2 separate regions of the Gadus morhua genome follow, and region 2 is linked to region 1. The links are chromatin contacts, called in public Hi-C maps. All regions are on one chromosome and are shown on one strand. Each heading gives the region's core, a stretch centred on a gene start, on an enhancer-like site or on the middle of the called end of the contact. The rest is flanking DNA. Distances are from core to core; before and after follow the strand shown. Region 1 holds the start of ube3d (ubiquitin protein ligase E3D). Region 2 holds the start of ebag9 (estrogen receptor binding site associated antigen 9).

What was found. Hi-C and Micro-C count contacts between places; a contact is called where the count stands out from the background.
Region 2: a Hi-C map of blood shows a contact between it and region 1, with 5 times the contacts expected there. The contact joins the promoter of ebag9 here to the promoter of ube3d in region 1. A contact is called at or near these places in 4 of 6 Hi-C or Micro-C datasets (blood, gill, gonad and 1 more).

Annotation. Positions count from the first base shown.
Region 1 is chr11:15,574,802-15,578,179 of gadMor3.0, reverse strand. ube3d (ubiquitin protein ligase E3D) reads right to left here and starts at 1,739. Exons shown (of 10, transcript XM_030370205.1): 1 at 1,184-1,739; 2 at 281-483. The coding sequence starts at 1,263. It overlaps dop1a (DOP1 leucine zipper like protein A), which reads left to right and starts at 1,939. Exons shown (of 39, transcript XM_030370204.1): 1 at 1,939-2,166; 2 at 2,540-2,578; 3 at 2,920-3,115; 4 at 3,261-3,378. The coding sequence starts at 2,978.
Region 2 is chr11:15,750,875-15,754,252 of gadMor3.0, reverse strand. It overlaps ebag9 (estrogen receptor binding site associated antigen 9), which reads right to left and starts at 1,555. Exons shown (of 7, transcript XM_030369812.1): 1 at 1,189-1,555; 2 at 844-938; 3 at 675-756; 4 at 296-451; 5 at 1-68. The coding sequence starts at 1,191. ttk (ttk protein kinase) reads left to right here and starts at 2,408. Exons shown (of 23, transcript XM_030369809.1): 1 at 2,408-2,517; 2 at 2,899-2,986; 3 at 3,345-3,378. The coding sequence starts at 2,899.

The DNA.
Region 1 (3,378 bases), core at 490-2,989:
TATTGAACGTTTTTGTTTATTTTCGGGCAAATAGCTGTGACCGTTTTAAATTGTGTAAAGACTTGGCTAGTAATGTGCTCAGAATTAATCTTTTCCTTGCATGTTGGCACTCTCAAATAGAGTATACATGATTACAAATAGTACTGGCTAAGATGAACCCCGTCTGTAATCGCACAAAAATAACATTAGGTTACAAATACATCAAGTCATGACACAAGGATTATATATATTGTTTGGTGTGCGCGTGTTGGTGCTAGGGGTCCATTATTGTGAAGATTACCGTCATCTGTGCTTTGGTCTACATTGATACGCATTCTGAAATGCAGCTCCTCGTCGCAGGCTGCGGTCTGCACGCAACTTCCCGGCTCCAGGCTGACACCTGCTGGCAGCGCAAGGCTTAACAGGCCGTGGGCCGTGGAAATATCAAGAGATCCATCGCCTCCTGCCACGCTCACCTCAGTTGGGTCGTTGACAAGATCTTTCCTGGAGGACGCAAGAGACACGAGTTTATGTATCGTATTGTAGATTTTATGTCTGCAGTGTATTTGCAGTGCAACTCAACCCTAGTTAGTTGCACTGCAAATTCATTTAAAATAAATGCAGTCGTCATGGATTCCACACACCATATTGCAGATGTGTTATTCAATATTGTGGGTACTACTACCTACTGCCATATACATCCCTAGCGAAATCACAGAGCAAAAATGTTATACCATATTTCTAGTCTAGTCTAGTTGATGCAATCATTGCGTTAAACAGGTTAAACACCAATGCCAATTAATGTGGAGCTTTTCAATACATTAAGAAAATGGAGGTTTAAGAACGAAGACTTTAAATCTAATAAAAAAAGGAAAACAACTCATGTACAGTATGATCGACTCGATCGTACAGCATGATCAAAACTCTACTGCCATCTAGTGTCCGTTTGAGCTCATACAACGTGAGATTCATGCAACTTATTGATCCACAAAGACAACTTTACGTTAACGCAAAAAGTCTCCAGGGACTAGATCTTGGGATTTCTACCAACATCTGAAGAAATAACTATGAAATGTTGCATAATGAATGTACATATCTAGGGTAAGACTGTAGCATCCATGGATGGACTTGCTTGCTATTAGCTTAGCTCGCCTGGTCTCCAAGACAAGACGAGGAACAAGACCTCAATGGCAACGTTTTTTACCCGATAATAAGCATCCCCGTTTTCAGTCTCTTTCTGAGCTCTACGAATAGTCCAACTCTACTTGTTCTTGTTGCTGCCATCCCCACGCTTGTGTTGGGCCTCAGCCACACGATCTGTAACACGCACTACCACTCAATCCCGGTGCAAAAAATAACGGAAACACAAACCACCGTCAAAAATTGAGTATCCGTAATGGCGTGTTTTGAAAAATAAAACGATCAGAATCACGATTAAAAACGAAATCACGGACAATGCAAAGTTATCTCCACGCTTGAACGTCCAACCACAGAATTCATTCAATGGGACGTAGTAGCTACCGTCCCTGAAACTAGCCCGGAGAAGATACTGAATTGTAGCGTTATCCCGGGCTAGCGCAATGCTACGTCCGGCCTCTTACAACTTCCGATAAGCTGTGTGCTCCACATAACAATTTTGGGGCAGTAAGGAAGTATACGAGCATGGCAATAATAACAAGGAGATGACAAATGGACTTCTAGCCATAACATTTAAAATTCAATATCCGAAAGCATAACATGACATGGAATGGAAACGGATATGATATCCCTTGATCAAAGGTCCCGCCAACTCTCTCACATGCTGCTAAACCAATGGAACGAAAAGGCCCGCCCTCTCTCTCTCCCGCCTCTAAAACAACCGAACTGAAAGTCCCACCCTCTCTGTCTCTTTCACCGATAACGCTCATTGTGAGCCTCCAGTTTCAGGCTTTCTTATGTCAGAAGAGAACGCCTGGGAACAAGGTAGATACGCCCACTACGTAGCGTACGCGCAACCAATCCGCAATGCAGCCTGGGAGCTGTCAATCGCTTTGTGTTTCTTCCTTCCTGGCCGCTGAACTACGGTGATGTCTAGGGTCGTTTTTTTAATAACCGAGAAGGAATCTCTTAAAATGCCGACACTATGTAGAGCACAGTGAGCCATATCTCCACCACGTGACCTGTGAAGTCGTGTTATGCAACACACAGGTAGTTAAATTGAGCGACATTTTAGCCGGGGCCCAGAAGCTGAGCCACCGCAGCATCTTGCGTCTCTTGGATATACTGCCGCTCACATTGGCTAGCTGCCGGATTCAGGCTTTGACAGCCCTTTTTTAAAGTGACGTAGTGTCCGTACGAATGCAGGACAGCGCTGGACCGAAATTCAATAGCGGTGAGCTTGAATGCTGGTCGCGTTATGGATGATGAGTGATGTTGGAATCGCTGGTTACAGCATATGTGAGGTAGCTTGGGTGTACCCAGCTAACCGAAAGCAGCGCCTCCCCCCTTAGCGTCTCAAATGGCCCTCAATTCACCTGCGTGTAACTTAGTTTGCTCAACCCATTTATTTTCTATCCCGCAGGCGATGAATGTTCTGTCGTGGATAACAGGTGATCTGCTGGTAGGTCGAACTGCTACTGGTCTCTGAATGTTTGTTTATCTCTGAACTGCCTTTTTTCATAATGTATGTTTCTGAAAACACTGACCCTAACCCTAACCCTTTACCTAGTAATCCACTTAAAATGTGAATCCATTATTTTTGGTTCACATTTTAAGTGATATCCCAACGTGATTGTCATTGCATTATTTTTTATGAAGTTTTAATTGCATGGTTTGTCATTTACTTGTCTGAAGACCGAGCACACGAACACATACCATGATCCAACAACTTTCACTTTTTAATGAGTGTCTACCTGTTAATCTTTGATCTGTTTTCTTCGTCATCTTCTTTGCCCTTTACAGGTGTGATGCACAATTGCTTGCTTAGTGTCGTGCAGTATCAGAATCGTCACCCGGGAGAATGAACACAGAGGAAGTGGAGCTGCTCAGCGACTCCAAGTACAGGAACTATGTGGCAGCTGTGGACAAGGCCTTGAAGAACTTTGAGTACTCCAGTGAATGGGCCGATCTCATCTCTGCACTGGGCAAGCTTAACAAGGTACACCCGATCCTTTGTACTTGTGTCTCGTCGCCGTGTAGTTACCCATTCATAAAGGTCTTGATTTCTTTCACTCACAGTTACATGAATGTAATGTGAAAAGGCTTGGCTAATAGTCCATATTTGTGGGGATTGGGTTTCCAAGGTATTGCAGAACAATGCAAAGTACCAGGTGGTTCCGAAGAAGCTGACGATTGGCAAACGTCTGGCCCAATGCCTGCACCCGGCCCTGCCCAGCGGGGTCCACCGCAAGGCGCTGGAGA
Region 2 (3,378 bases), core at 306-2,805, 180 kb before region 1:
CTGCTGGAGAAACCTGCCGAGCCGTCTGGCACCAGGTAGTTCAAGGGCTCCCTCTTCTTTAGCACTATCTGGAAATGTTGGAGAGAGGAGAAATACATCGATTAAAAATATAATCTATCCATGCACACACTATACAAATCAACATGAAGAAACACTTCATAAACGCTTTAAAATTCTGGATAAAAGGGGAACTTAACATTTCATTGTACTGATTTAAATTGCTACAGTTGAAGCTAATTGATGCTGCACGATACTGGAATGCATTTTGGATTGTAAGGGCAGCTGGTTGGCAAACCTTTTGTGTTTTCCTGATGGTGGGGGTCATGTCTTTGAAGTAGTCAGGCTCATTGTCTGCATCTTCGGCAGAGGGAGAAACGTTCCCGTTGCCACCCTCAATCTTGATACTAGTCGGAGCATCTTCATCCCATGAACTCCACTCCTCTATCTCTGGCTGCCTCACGACAAGTTAAAACGAAGAATTACGGAGAATAAACAAAATCAGTAGGTAAAAGAAAACATGGGACATTGAAAAATATGTAAATAATATATTACTGTGGAATATAAAACACCATCTAGGCCAAATATTAGATGAATTCAAAGGATGTTTCATCTTAATGATTACCCAGTCACAGACGTTCTGTACAGGACTGTTATTGAACAAAACATTGACAGACCTGTTTCGTTCCAGAGGAAGGGAAGTCCACAGTAGTTGGTAGTGTTATTTGATCACCACTGAGTTTGCGTCCCCTTCCAGTCCTGTAGCAGAATAACAAATGAACCAATTCAATGTACAGTTGATGCTATACAACTAACAATCATCTTATAAAGTTATAGATAGCTTACCTGCATATCAACCGTTTGAAGAAGGAGAGTAAGCTGGCTATACATGTGCAGATTTTGAAAAGGCGGAACTGAGTGATGGCCATGATGAACTTATTCTGTGGCGAAATAAGGAGAAACATTAGAAATGGGTTCAAACTGATATAGCATTTTCTCAGCTACCACAACTTGAATCCAATACAGGCGACATCTTGAGGGAATGCTAATTGAGACTTTTAGTGAAACCAGGGATATGGATGAAGCCTTTAGCGTTATTTAAACCATGAACCTAATTAAACAGTGCATTTAATGGTTGAACAGCTGCGTCCATTGACAAGATCAATGTACAACATCAACACATGTGCTCACCATACACAACGCCCAAGTACAATATTCAGGAGAGATGCTTTAGTTTCTTCCGTGGGTGTCAGATGCACTTAAAGACACCAAAACTGTTCATTTATTTAGCTAATCTTAGCTTGCTAGCCTTTCTCGCCAGATAACCATTATCTTAATCCCTCGCGTTGTCTCCATGAAATGACGCGTTCACAATAATTGAGGTGTAACGTTGCACATCACGACAATGTGTGGAACAGCTGTTTAAACCGAAGAGATTACATGATAAAGGTACAATCTGCAGTTTCTCTTCCACTATCCCGTGGCTGCCATCTTTGAGCTGGGATGCATCCGAACACGGAAGTGCAGCAGAAGCGTGTTCACTGAGCCTTACCGCTAGAGAGACACGGCTGAGAGAGGATCCTGAATTATAGCGTTATCCCAGTGTACCACAGCGCAATTTCCGGTCTTTCGCTCCCTATGAGATGTATAGGCCAGGTGACTGTCGCTTGAGCGAGAAGAATAACAACATGACACGAATGACAACAACATGGAGGGTAATATTTAGGTTTTGATGAAAAAAGTTACTAGGCAATAGCCAAAACATGTAACAGAACGAAAACGGATGTGCTTCTATAGAAAGACACTCCCTCTCGCCCCTTAACCCATGTAACTGAAGTCACGCCCTCGCTTCTTCTGTTTCGGGAGTCCTGTACTGACGGGACGGTTCTCCCGTGATGAAGGCCATCCATGGGAGATACATTTTCTGCAGTTTCTGTCGCTATAACAGACACAAACCCTGTATACCAGACACAATCTGTAGCCGCAGATGACGAAATTGGCCACTATAACCGAACATTTTACATAGGTGACACCACCGACATGCAAAAATAAAATATAAGAAAAGAAAATATCTTATCTTGTTGTTTGAACATGTAATTCAGAAATTCTCGATCATATCTGCCAGGAGGCAACAAACAAACCAACCAATAGGGCTTGTACATCACGGCTAACGTCAAAACGGCCGCCTCTACCTCAGAGCTTTTTTTTTAGAGAGAATAGATAAATAGCTCTGCTCTATCTTGGAGGCATTGGAGTCCTAGTTAATATGCATGTTGTAAAAAAGAAAAAATCATGTTTTAGTAACTAGATCGTACATTTTTTGTCATTTCTGTAATACATTGTTCTGTTGGAATCTGTCACATCGGTTATTTTAACCAACCATAGCAGAGCCGAGCGGATCAAGGGAGACCAAGCCAATCAAACGCAGTTTAGGGCGTGTCCAGAGGAAAGTGGCAAGTTTGAAAACTGGATAAACAGACATTTGAAAATACTTCTGCCGAGGTTACAAACCGTAGAACCGTAAGACGCGATGATAACATTTGAGTCCAGATTACATAATATGGAATATATATCATAACAAGTGTTTCATCTTAAATGGTTTAATGTATATCAATGTGATTTTGAGATGTTTTCGGAAGCTAATTTAGCTAAGCTAACGTTAGCACGATGCTAGTTTTACTTCTCCAAGACGTGCCTCATAGTGTTCTGATCTGCGAATAAACTCTCCGGAAATACTTTAGAAACTTGACATGATCCACATGCTAGCCACTGACAATGCAATTGCAGACGAGTCTAGGTGTTTTCTTATATTTTTTCATTCACGTGTTGTTACTATACCCAATGCAGCACTGATTCTGATGTGTGTGTTGATGTAGTAATTACAGACCCTTCAAATTTCAGATGGAGGAAGAGGAACACACTGACCGGGAGCAGCAGCGTGCCATGTTTTTTAGAAAACTAGACAAATTAAAGAAGAATCTTAACGAAGGTGAATATGAGGGAGGTCCCCAAAGCACTTTTAGGGTCTTTCTTGAGAACACATAACATGTTAAGTGATCCCACCCCATTGCATACATTACTTAGTCTTCAAGCAAGTAAAGAGGCAGAGATACATTTATTTGTGATTATCTTATAGTACGGTTGTATGGTAGCAGCAGCTATCAATTATTTTTAGAAAATTAGACAAAATAAAGAATCTTAATGAAGGTGAATATGATGGAGGCCCCTAAGCTGCCACTGGAGGTGGTTTAGCTGTTGTTGTTGTTAAGAAGCTGAATAAATTCAGTAAGGATCAATGTGTTTTAAGTAGAATACACTTTCCTGAACATCTTCCGCTTGTTTTACAGATGACACTGACAATATTAACCAGGTCATTGGTTC